Regions from separate parts of the Ovis aries genome. Here region 1 is linked to region 2. The links are chromatin contacts, called in public Hi-C maps. All regions are on one chromosome and are shown on one strand. Each heading gives the region's core, a stretch centred on a gene start, on an enhancer-like site or on the middle of the called end of the contact. The rest is flanking DNA. Distances are from core to core; before and after follow the strand shown.

Evidence for each region. A called contact is a pair of places that touch in the nucleus more often than the background predicts.
Region 1: a Hi-C map of liver shows a contact between it and region 2, with 2.2 times the contacts expected there. The contact joins the promoter of CPN2 here to the enhancer-like site in region 2. A contact is called at or near these places in 2 of 16 Hi-C or Micro-C datasets (liver and tail adipose tissue).

Annotation. Positions count from the first base shown.
Region 1 is chr1:193,997,066-194,002,990 of ARS-UI_Ramb_v3.0, forward strand. CPN2 (carboxypeptidase N subunit 2) reads left to right here and starts at 4,673. Exons shown (of 2, transcript XM_004023405.6): 1 at 4,673-4,735. LRRC15 (leucine rich repeat containing 15) reads left to right here. Exons shown (of 2, transcript XM_027957204.3): 2 at 1-3,011.
Region 2 is chr1:193,785,360-193,791,695 of ARS-UI_Ramb_v3.0, forward strand. TMEM44 (transmembrane protein 44) reads left to right here. Exons shown (of 11, transcript XR_009597977.1): 11 at 1-6,336. Among named protein-coding and RNA genes, the nearest start is that of TMEM44, 51 kb to the left of the region's middle. Within about 2 kb of position 4,657, at least 22 of the 54 cell types and tissues checked have an H3K27ac peak or open chromatin away from gene starts, as enhancers often do. A contact at or near this core is called in liver and tail adipose tissue, where this site is marked.

The sequences.
Region 1 (5,925 bases), core at 3,423-5,922, 210 kb after region 2:
AAGGTTTTTCTCTTTTAACTGTTTCTGGAAATGTAACCTACATACAGAAAAGTGGGAGCATGCTAGTGTAAGGTTTGATGGATTTTCACAAACTGTACACACCTGTGTGATTAGTACCCAGTTCAAGAAACGAGACATCACCAGGATCCTCCATCTGGGGCCTTTACTGGAGAAGACTGGGGCTTGTGGAGATGGCATGGACTTTCCTGGGAACTGGCTCCCCACAGATCAGGATAGGCCCCTGCCTGCCCTCCCCCTGCCGCCAGTCCTTGCAAAGGCCCAGCTAGCAGCGGTGGAGGAGAAGATGTAGGTATACTCTGGCCTGAGCAGGAAATTGTGTTCAATGCCAGACCTTCAGGCACCCAGACTGGGAAGGTCAGAAGCATCTCAACTAGAGAGGCCCATGCAACCACACACCCTACCCTGCCAACAAGCTGTCTGTTGCTCATTGGAGGTTCCTCTGCTTGGGCCTTTTATGGGCATGAGATGCCCTATATCTGTTTTTAATTTTCACTCTGCATCTGGGAAAGTGAAATAGCTCAGAGATGAGATCCTTTAATTGGACAGCCAAGTATAATAGAACCCAGCAATCCCTCTGGCCGTGGTAAAATTCTTCATAGACATTACAGTCAGCTAGAAACTGAACTTCAGCATTCTCACACACAGCAGGCAACATGGATACACAGATAGGTCAGACTGGGTCAGGGACCTCTCTGAAGCTTTTCCCTGCCTGTAGTCTGGTTGCAATAGTTGAGTGCTTTGGTTCAGTGTTGCAGTCACATGAATACCTGCCCTGGCCACCATTCCTGCTGCACACATATTCACACAGGTCAAGAAAGTACACTCATGACGATGCCTGTCTTTCTCTGGACACCTGGTATACCACTTTAGAAGAAGAAACAGTGAAATGGGGACTTTCAGGTGTCTGTGTCTTCCCAGAAAAGAGCTGAAGCCAATACTGCACAGATCTGGAAATCTGCCCTCAATCCTGACTGGCCTTTACTGGTTCCCTCTGCCGCACGAGACAAATAAGAAATCCACCTCAGCCTTAACAGCATGGTGCTGACGGGCCCTGACGACGAGTCCAGGAGCAGATGTGTGTTAAGAGCTAGTGCGTTTTGTAGCTTTTCACTCTCCGTCACAGGAAATCTGGGAGAGATGTTGTTAGAGGCAAAAGACACTATCTCCCCAAGGTAAATCTGGGTCTCCAAAATGTTTCCAAAATATTTATAGTACCTGGCAGACATGTACCAGGGTTTGCCAGGGTCCAAAAAGAAATGAGCCTAGAGCTTGGGGCTTGAGCATCATTCCCAATGGTGACCTGCCTTGTTGATCCTGGGCCCCAAAGGGGAAGCATGGCCTACTCTCCTCCAGACAGGAAGCATGGTTCGGCACTGCATTCCTCAAAGGACTCCTTGTAAGGAAGCCCAAGCATCTCATTGTGCAAGGGTACAAGTGGGCCAGAGATATCGGAAAAGTAAGGAAGGAGTCTTCATCATCCAGTGTGACCTGTCAAGCTGAGCCCAGACCCTGGGTATTGATAGCATTGGCCATGACTTTGGAATATCTTCCTCTCTGGCCCAAGATACCTCGTGTGTCTCCAGATCAAAGGCTGGTCTGAGGGCAGCTGTCCTCAGATGACTCCTCAGGGAAGCACACTGGGTGGGGCTGGTGGACCCTTTTCCTGACCTTCTGAGTGCCCCTGGTCCTTTCTCCATCAGAGACTGGAGGGAACCATTGAGCCTCCTCTTCCTTGGCAGGCCATGTGGTCTCTCTAAACCATGTTGTCTGGTCAGGAAGCTGCCAGAAAAGGTGGGTGGAGTTTCCTTTCCAACAGGCTCTTGGCTCTTGGCATTTGCTCACTTCTTGGGGCTGAAGTGAGCTGCTTGGTTCCCCAGAGTTGAGTTCACTTTTCTCCGCAGCTCACTGGCTTCTAGGCCTCCTTGTCAGTTCTCCATTTGGAGTGGAGGGTCAATATTGGAGGAAAGACAATAAAAACTGGTTAGAACCACTGTTTTTCAAAAATGTTTACTCTGCATAGATACCCTTCAAAGCACTTAGCAGACATTTTCTTTTTAACCCTCACAATAGCCCTGTGCAGGAGTGGTACATGTGTGAGGATCTAAAACCTCTTGCTTCTGCAACATTATTTAACAGGCAGTGAGTGTTCCTTCTCTCTTTAAGCTCATACAAGAATTCATGGCCTGTCCTAGGCTTTCATTGCTAAACCAAGGAAAATGGGAGTCACTGTCTTATTGCTCCCCGTCATCTTAGTATTCGATGCCACCTGGTACTGTGTGGATCCAAAGCTTTGTAAATACAGGAAAAGTTAAACTCATCCATCCATTAAAGAAAAACTGGCTTTCCTCAAGGGAATGTTGGGCTGAGTGTATATTTTTCCTCCTCGTCAGTATTTAAAGGCACAGCACCGTTCTCAGAACTCTTCACGGGCAGCAATAGCATTGTCACAGATGTCTGTGTAGTGCAGTGTTGGGAATCATTTCCAGACTCAGGAAGTTTATGAAGAGGACGCAGCTACAGAAAACTAGATAACTGGAGTTTTTATAGAGACATGGGAGGTAACCTGCCTTTAGCTACGAATCACTCAAAGAAATCAACCCACAGACCCCACAGCTGGAATTGAACTGGAGTTGCTGGGGAGGCAGTGGTGGTCTTGGGGAGGAGGTCATGGCTGTGGTTCAGAGAGGGGCGGGGTGGGCACTCCTCCAGGCCAAACTCCTCCCAGTCTGAGCTTTCTTCTTCACCCAAGGAGGGATTGTTCTCACCAACTCATCGCCTTCATGCTGCCTTCAAAAGTGGATCGATTTTGCCTCACTTAGGGAATCATTGCAGATAGTCCCAGGTGCTTGGTGATGCATTTAGAGCTTTCTAGGCCCCCAGGGTTTTACAGAGTGTGAGCCCTGGTGGGCGAGGTGGGGGGTTCTTCTTTGCTGGATGCTGCTTGTAACAGATTTGGAGTACAGAATCAACAATAAATGGTATACACAGGACACATGTGTTCCGATGCGCGCCTTGGCTAAGGGATCTCGCTGTTGATTCTCTGCTTGTCACATGAATGCAAGGCTGACCCAGACAGCTCTTCACAGACACCAGATATTCATGGTTGGGAAAGGCCTTTGGAAAGTGAGTCAGATCAAAATAATATCTTGAGGTCACTGTGGCTGGATGGGGCCTTAGGAATAGGCTCAACCCATTTTATAGATGGAGAAAATAAGACCAGGACAGGAAATGAATTTCTCATAGTCACCTAGTGAACTAGTCGCTGAGCTTGCAAGATAGCCAGGCCTCCAGACTCCCAACCTGGAGCTTCTTCTATGTCTCAGAAAGGCAGTGAATTTCCCTCAGCATTCATCAAAGTGCACATGTGTTCACACTCATGCACACACAGGTGCACACTAGCTTTGGTGGGTAGGACTCTCCTGCACACGTCTGGACTCTTACAGTGCCTAGCACCCAGGCTTAGTGAGCCCCGGGCTCTCAGAAGACACCCTGTAAGTGAAGGTGACTCTCCAGGTGTCCAGAAGTCCCTGGGACCTTTTCAGGCCTCCAGGTTCAGGGGTTGTCACCACTGCTGGTGCAAGTCCAGGGTTTATGAGAAGGATAATCTTTTCTCTGTCCCTTCATTCCACTGCCATGCCCAGGAAGAGGGCTTCAAACCATATTTCCTGGGCTCTCTTAGCTCTTCAATCCCTTCTGCCGGGTGTAACCCTGTCTCAGGAGGCTGGACCTGGCGAGGGTCAGTAGTGTGTTCACTGTTTCACAAAGCAGGACCCAATCAATGACTGGGACAGGGCCTTATGCACCTTCCCTAACCACTGAGCCCATCCACTCAAGATGGGAGCCTGGAATTCCAACAAGGGAAGAAGAGTGAGCGCCTATCTCCCATGTCCCAAAAGATGCCTGGAGTTCTTAATACAAACCTGCCCTCCACACCTGCACATCTGCCCAGGGTCCTGCCCGCAGCACAGACCCACTGTTTGATTTCACACAAGTGCATACGAATGAACACACATACACTCACACACGCTCTCCTCACTCTGCTCTGCAGCCCCTGCATGAACACCTTCAAGGCCAGAAAATCACTGCCTCCTCATGCAACTGCTTTCATCCTTGGATAATCTCAGTGGTGAATGCGTTCCTGTCCATACTGAGCCAAAATTCACCTCCCTATATCACTTCCCCCTTTTAACTCAGAAAGTGTTTAGAACATAAGCATTCAATAAACAAATACAGAAGGACAGCAAACCCGCAGGATTTCTCCTGGCACTGGGAGTCTGCAGGTGCCTGCGGCTGGCTGCCCAGCTGTGTCCAGCCTGGCTTGCACAGGAAGGGATATGTTTTAACCCCTGATCCCAGTGGTCGCCCCAGAGCAGCCTACTGGGAACTTTCTAGGGCCTGGTGGATTCCCCTGGGGTCCTAAAGATGCCAAACCTGTAACCTTGGCTGGATTTTGGCCCCAACAAGGATCTCTCCGTGGTAAGAGTTCAGGGTCGTTTTGTAATCTTCGGAGGCCTTGCCTAGACTCTCTCCTGCTGTCCTGTGACGCTGGTGACATTGCAGGAATGCTCAGGCCACGTGAGGGGAGGAACCTCTGCCTGGAACTTTGATCAGCGCCAGGGCTGCTGGGTTCGTGCTGACCACTGACCACTCCAGAGGCCCTTCTGCTCCAGAGGAAGAGCCAGGGCAGCTGGTCCTCACCTGTCAACCCCTCACGGTATGGTCACTACAAGGCTGCAGGGGCCATGGGGGCATGGGAGGAATCTGGGGTCCCAGCTCAGGGGCAGGAGACGGGCTGGCCGCTTGTCCCAGATTTCAGAGCATATCCCTAACTCCAGGCAGGCTGCACCTCTGTGCCAGGGGAGGGGAAGTCCCTGAGGGCTTCTCGGCCAGGGTCGTGCTGGGTTGGGACTGGAGGCAGGCTGTGGCGGGGGAGTTCTGAGATGGAGGTGGTCTGGTCCCTGTGCTCAGGGAGCTCCCAGTGGATAGGAGGGATAAGTAGTGTGACGATATGTCCCACTTGGCCTGACGCCACCCTTGTTTATGCCTGTCGTTCTGGCGTAAAGAGTCAGACACAACTTAGTAACTGAACAACAGCAAAGTCACTAAGTCGTGACTGACTCTTTTGTGACCCCATGGACTGTAGCCTGACAGGCTCCTCTGTCCTTGGGATTTCTTAGGCAAGAATACTGGAGTGGGTCACCATTTCCTTCTCCAGGGGATCTTCTTGACCCAGGGGTCGAACTCATGACTCCTGCATCGCAGGTGGATTCTTTACCACTGAGCCGTTAGGGAAGCCCATAACTATCAATAGCTCCTCTTTTATTCTCAGAAGTGTCCCGGTTTGGATGATAAAGCTGCAATAAGACATGCATGTGGCTACCTTTTAGTCAAACATTTATTATATACCCTGCACTATTAAGTGCTTTATTATTTACCATCTAATTTAGCATATTATGGTCCAACTGGGTGCTAATTTTAATACTAAGGGATGGGTTATAACCAGGCATTGGGAAATTGAGGCTTAGAGAAATGGAGTGAACTTCCCATTCCGACACAGCCAGTAGGCAGTGGTATCAGAATTTGTACAGGGTGCAGCACCAATAGAGCCTCAATCCCTGAAGCAGGACGAAGACGAAGGCCCTAGATACAGGCTCACGAGAGCTGCAAATACATTCAGTTCCATTTGGCACCCAGGGCCTGAGCACCGATCTGTGCTCAACTTTAAGTCAGGTGCTGGGGTGCACGGCCTGGAAAGGGATGCTGCGATCTCAAGACCTCTGCCCCTCCACCCCCATCCCAGAGGCTCCTAGTCAGGTGGTGCAACTGACTAGAAGGCAGCCAAGGACCCACATGGTCAATAGAAGACAAGTTCCTGAGGGAGCCAAAGGAGATGCAGTCAAGGAA
Region 2 (6,336 bases), core at 3,407-5,906:
TCATGTAAACATTAGAAGAGGGGAAGCTTATAAGTAACCATGTATTGTGCATGTATTTTCATTTTGCTCTCTGTGTGGATGTAGAAATTATATTTTCATTATACTTTTCAGTATTTTATACCTTTTTCATAATGAGCATTTTTGGGGGGTTAAAACAAAGTGATCCATCATAATAATATTTGACAGGTAAGGACCTCAATAATTGCTAAGAATTCATGAGAAGATATTCACAGGGTCACAAAGTACCTCTTGTGTATGAAAATTTAGTTAACTATCAACCTAAGAAGAAAAAAAGGGAATTTTATTTGAACCAAACTGAAGATTATAACCCAGGAAACATTCTCAGAAAGCTCTGAGAGCTATTCTGTTAGAAGTCATTCTTTTTTTTTTATTTTTATTTGTTTTATTTTCAAGAAGTTTAATCCCAAACTTGAACCCCCCTCCCACCTCCCTCCCCATAACATCTCCCTGGGTCATCACCGTGCACCAGCCCCAAGCATGCTGTATCCTGCGTCGGACGTAGACTGGCGATTCGATTCTTACATGATAGTATACCTGTTACAATGCCATTCTCCCAAATCATCCCACCCAGAAGTCATTCTTAAGACAAAGGACAGTAAATACATCAAAATGACATACTAATGTTTTACATAAAGTTCACCAAGGTTATGTAGTCCAGGTAAACGTGTGCAAAGTGGGCTTAAAGTCAGCACGACCCACTACAGAATTGGGAAAAAGTGCTAATCTTCAAGGAATTTACATGACTAGTGTTGGAAACAAGGGTAAAAGTGAACTTTACAGTTAAGAGGCACTCCTATCACTGAGAAGTTCTGGTGTATGTGTATTGCAGATACTCACTGCCCATTAAGGAGAGGGAGGAGTTGCAACTGGATGCAGAGAGAGGATTTTATGTTTAAGTTTTCTTGTCCTGTCTTAAAAGATAGATTTTATTTCATCACACCCTGCTAATTACTTTATTAATTACAAGTGGAAATAGATTCCTGTACAATGATGAAATCTGCATATTACTGTGGGGGTGATGTGAGGATATCACCTTAACCAAGATATGAAGTTCACATTACCAAGATCGAGGACATTGGAGTGTGTGCTGCATATTAGCTAACATTATTATTTCATTTGCTTGGGAGTGATAATAGTATTATGGTTGTGTAGGAGAACCCCCTATTCTTCAGATAGACATGCCAGCTATTTAGGAGAGAAGCATCATAATTTGGCCACTTTGAAATGGTCAGACAAAAAGAAGTATGTATTGTTCAGCTATATATGAAAGCTAAAACAAACGTGATGGAATGGGGTCAACTGATGAATCCAGGTGAATAGTATAAGCATGTGCATCATATCATTCTTGCAACTTTTCTGTAGGTTGGAAGTTTTTCAGAGTAAAATTTGAGGGTGGAAGTGCAGGAGTGAAGACTCTCACAGTCAGCTTCACCAAGAGGTGGCTCTCCATCACCCTTGCCTGTAGAGGACCCTGACATTCTAGGGCTTTGTGAAGGAAACTGCTGGATTACTAGGGACTGCTGTTCAAGCAGCTTCCCTGTGCAGCTGGCTTCTGAGCTAGCTGATTGTGGGATGATATCAGGCCATAAAGGGGGAACAGATTCCAGTTTATCTGGTACTGAGAGAAAAATAGGCTCTGTATCTTAGACAGCCCTGATAAGGCACCTCCATGGATATGAGTAATTGTCAGACCCAGGGGATGAACCAGGGCTGAGAAAGCTGAACAATGGAAAGCCGGGAGCACGGTGACAAGGAAATTCTTCCCCTGAATTGCCTTTTCCTATTGAGATAAGATAGTATGCAATAAAGCGCCAGACTCAGAAGTGCTGCCACCAGTCCCAGTGGGAGTGGCTGGCACTGAGCCTGAGCGGCAGCACGTGTGAGCCTGGTGCTTTCAGCACCTGGGTGGTCCCTCAAGGGCTTGCTCTGGCCTGCTGCGAAGTCAGTGACCTCAGACCCAGAAGGCCTGGGGGCAAGTCCTGATTCCACCACTCGCCAGCTCAGGGACCGATTCTCTTATTCTTGTTTGCACACACAGACACAGAAATATTTCCTTTTCTCCCGTCTGCCTTACTGATAGGTTGCAAAACCCAAGAACAAACCATGAAAGGGTTTTTCAACTCCCAAAGGCCATCAAACTGTCAGTCATTATCATGACTCCTAAGCATGAAGCAGTTAGTTTTGTAGCTTTCCCTCCTCTTCAGGCCAAACTCACCTGGATGTCTTGTGCTGGTTTCCACTGTCCAACAATGTGAATCAGCCGTATTCATATATTCCCCTCCCTCCTGAGCCTCCTTCCCACCCTTGAGTACATTTTTATTATGAGATTGTATGAGTAAAACCTTTCAAACTTCTAAGGAGGCAGGATGGAGATGCTTTGAGATGCTCTTAACTTCTCCTGAACAGGCAGAGTGGCTGAGGATGTTGCCCCTTTGATATACCGTAACTGGGAAATAAATCCCCATGGGCAAGCTGTGACTCATCCACATTGTTCCGGCAGAGTCGCTGTCCCAGCTGAGCGAGCATGGGCGGCCCTCTGTCAGAGTGCCACACAGGAGGGCCTCCACTCAGTCCTGGATGTCAGCCTTGGCATCTCAGGGGCAGCAGAGCAGTGGACAGAGTGGAAAGGGAGCCGTGCCTTTGGCTGATCTTCAGGAGGAGAGGATTGAGCTGGTGCAAGGAAGAACTTGCCTTTGGTTCTGTCCCAGCTGCAGTGGAGGCCAGGAGTTCCCTGGTACTAAAGTTATCCCGCACAGCTCCATCACCCCTTCTCTGAAGTGTTTTGGGGAAGGGGCATTACTGACTAGAGATTGATCAGATGATATTCCAGGGCTCTTCCAACTTTAAGAATCTAAGCTACTTTTGACTAGCAAGGAATTTGGATTATACCATCCTCTGCTTATTGGTCATGTAACCTTGAACATATTAATTAACTTTCTTTTCCTTTTTTTGTTGTTGCGCCATGTGGCATGCAGGATCTCAGTTCTCCAACCAGGGATTGAACTCTGGTCCCCTGCATTGAAAGTGCAAAATCCTAACCAGCGGACCTTCAGGGAAATTCCTGTTTTTTAGTTTCCTGATCCTTCATTGCCTCAGATGTAAAATTAGGTTATTAAGATCTACCCTAGTTATCTCCTAGGGTTAGTAGAAGCATCCACACAAGTAAGTCATGCTTCTTGGTGCAATCATAAAATTTGTCCCAGCTCTCTTGACTCTCTGCCCACAGTTCCTGGGTGGCCAGGAGACAGCCTGGACTGGCATATTCCATGGGTCCAAACAGGTCACAAATGCTCAAGGGGTCAGCACTAAATACAGTTTCACTGGCCAGCCTCCATCCTTGCTCAGCACCTGGCCCCTTCTGGCTTCCCCATCCTTCTGTTGTCACCTTTCCCTTCCTCCTTTCTCTTCTGCTCAGTCAGCTAGCACTTCTGAGAGAGGACTATGTCCAGACAACCTGCTGGGCCAGGGAGCATGTGAAAATTACCCAGTCCTGCCAGCATGTCTTGCCTGGTGTAGGGGGAACTCAGAAGGAGGGTTGTGCTGGGGCTCCCAGGGTGCAAGCCTTTGTGGGAGCAACGCCGGGAGGGCCAGCTGGACAGGAGAAGTGGTCACCAAGAATAAGACATTTGAGACTGTCTTTCAACAGACTGGCTTCCAAGCACAGAAGGACAGCAGAGGGCATGAGCGCAGAGCACGTGGTTGTGAGCGTTGGACCTTCTTGGCTTGGCTTCTCTGCCCCCAGTCTTTAGCCAGCTCCTTCCCTCTAGTCAGCTCCCACCTGCAGCTTCCTTCTAAGCAAGAGGATTTGGAAACTAGAAGCAGTTCCTGGAAACACTGCTGCTGGGTCATTGAGGGTGTAAAATACTGCTGTGAAATAAAGGCAGTAATTCTCAGCCCTGACTGCACGCCAGCATCACCTGTGGTTTGTTTTTGGTTTTGTTTTCAATTCACATTTCCTGGCTCCACCCTGTACCTACTCTCATTCAGTAAATCTGGGGCGGGATCCCTGAAATACCTCCTCCTGCTTGGAGGTAGAAATATTGTCTCACTTTTGTTTTTCCAGTTCCCCTCTAAAGACTCCACTTGTTTTATTGCAGGAGGCCTAGGATCCCCTAATGAAGAATCTCACTTAACTACAGTTTTCTAAGAATCCTAAAGGCTCAGAAGTTCCAAAAAACAGAGGAACCATGGTGAGATTAGGTGGGATTAGTCTGGCCTTCATTCCCAGAGTGGGAGAGAATAATGATGAGCAGTCCACTAATAAATCTTCTGTGAAAGGGGAATAAAACCAGCTCCTACCTCATAAGATAGTGGTGAGCACAGAGAACATAATAGCATGTAGTAGGCACTCGGGAAACAGTGGCTGCTGTTACGGAGGCAGCGAGGCCTGTCTGGCAGTTAAGGATGTGAGCTCTGGAGCCAGACTGCCTGGTTCACAGCCTGCTGGCTACACTCATATAACCTCCGTGCCTCAATTTCCTTTTCTTTACAAAAGGGTGATAACTCCCTCACAGAGTTGTTATTAAAGGAATGAATAAGGGCTTGGCACTTAGATCGGTGCTGGTCTAACCAACCAAAGGAATATTAGCGTATATCACGACTTGTGCTATGACTGCTAGCGGCCTCATGGTGTCACTATTGGACACTGGTCCTGCCGCCTCTTCAGCTGGTGCCTGCAATGCTCTCTGCAGCTTTGCAGGCCCAGCCCTAGCCCTCGGAGAAGGAACCACTGCCCACCACCCACCGCCCCACCCACCACCCCCCACTAACTGTGCTCTCCTAATACAGCAGTTGGCCTCCACAGCCTCCTCGCAGGACACCAGCTGGCTCCACAATGCTGAGTCAGACCTGGTTCCAAATTGCCCTATCTCCTTCCCTGCAATGATCTATCCGAGGGTTCGAGGCTTCTTTGACCATCTTGGAACCTAAAGCATCTGAGCACATCCCTTTCCCTAAGAAGGCTAGTCTTAAGTCATCTGGGCAAGTCATGGGGTTCCCATGCCCCTCTTTGCTCAGAAGGCTGTCTGTCCTCTGTGGCTCCAAATGACTGGTCCTCATTAGGGAGATTCCCGAACAGATTAGCAGGTACTAACACGTAACCTTCTGATGAAACCACTGCCGGGGTTTATAAAGCCCTTTTCTTGTTTTTTAGAGAAGAGAGGAGAATCTCCCCCTGACATACACACATCTACCCTCTGCTTAGAAATCATATGTAATTGTTTTAAAACTCTACACATGATTCTGATCTGCCGTCAGGGTTAAGAATCACTAAAGTAAGAAGACAGAGACCTAATGATTGTTAGAACTCACCTGTGCCAGTGGGAGGCTGGGGGCTTACTCCCTGAAGCCTGCCACCCCACAGAACATTTCAATCCGAGAATGCCAGAGCTAAATCTGTCCCCAAGGTCAGCTGGCTGAATGATTCCCAAACTCAGTGCAGCAGAATCACCAGGGCGTGCCCATCACACAGATCCTCAAGTTTTAAAATTCAGGAGATCTGGGGGTGGGAGGGGGAAAGGAGTCTCAAATCCTCGTGAGATGCCCAGGAAGGGATCTATGGGGAGGGTGTGAGCAAAGAGGGTAGAAGGCTGCCCACACAGTGGTGCCTAGGCAGGGGCTTATGTGAGGCAAGGGGGCTTCTCAGGAAGGCTGAGACAGGAAGGAGTTGTCATCTGTGCACTTCTCAGCGTTAAAACTCAAATCTCTTGCCAAATAATATAGCCCCTATCTGGCTATCGGGGCATATTTTTCAGATGAAAGAAAATATATGTCCAAAGCAGGAATACCAGTATCAGAACCCTCCGTGGGAGCGGAGGTGAACCCCTGGGAACACAAGCTGGGAAGACAATTGCTGCCACTGGTCAGTGAGGAAAGCCTCGAACTCCGATGACCTCATGGCTCTTTTCTGTCGCCGGTGACTGGACACACCCTTCCCCTCTGCCCACCTCCACCCACAAGCATATCAGACAGATGACCGCATGAGCCCAGGGGAAAAGTGTTCCCGTCGATAACACGACATTCTCATGTGCTGCTGCCGCCACTGGCCTCATCTCCCAAATGTCCCATGATGTCAAGCTGAGCAAGCCTGGCTGAGGTCAACAGGAGCGCTCTTTCTCCCCGGAGACGCAGGAATGTTTGAAAAGTTGTCTAAGGGCAAATGCCTGGTTGTGCCTTGATTTTTTTCCTGCAAAAACTTTAGCTCTGACAATTCGAGTCACTTTTGCCCCCTGGCTCACTGTGCCTGGTTTTGTTTCTCTGAGCAGTGCTCATTGTGAGAAGTAAAATTGCTCCAGAGGCGTCAGGGAGGCAGCCTGT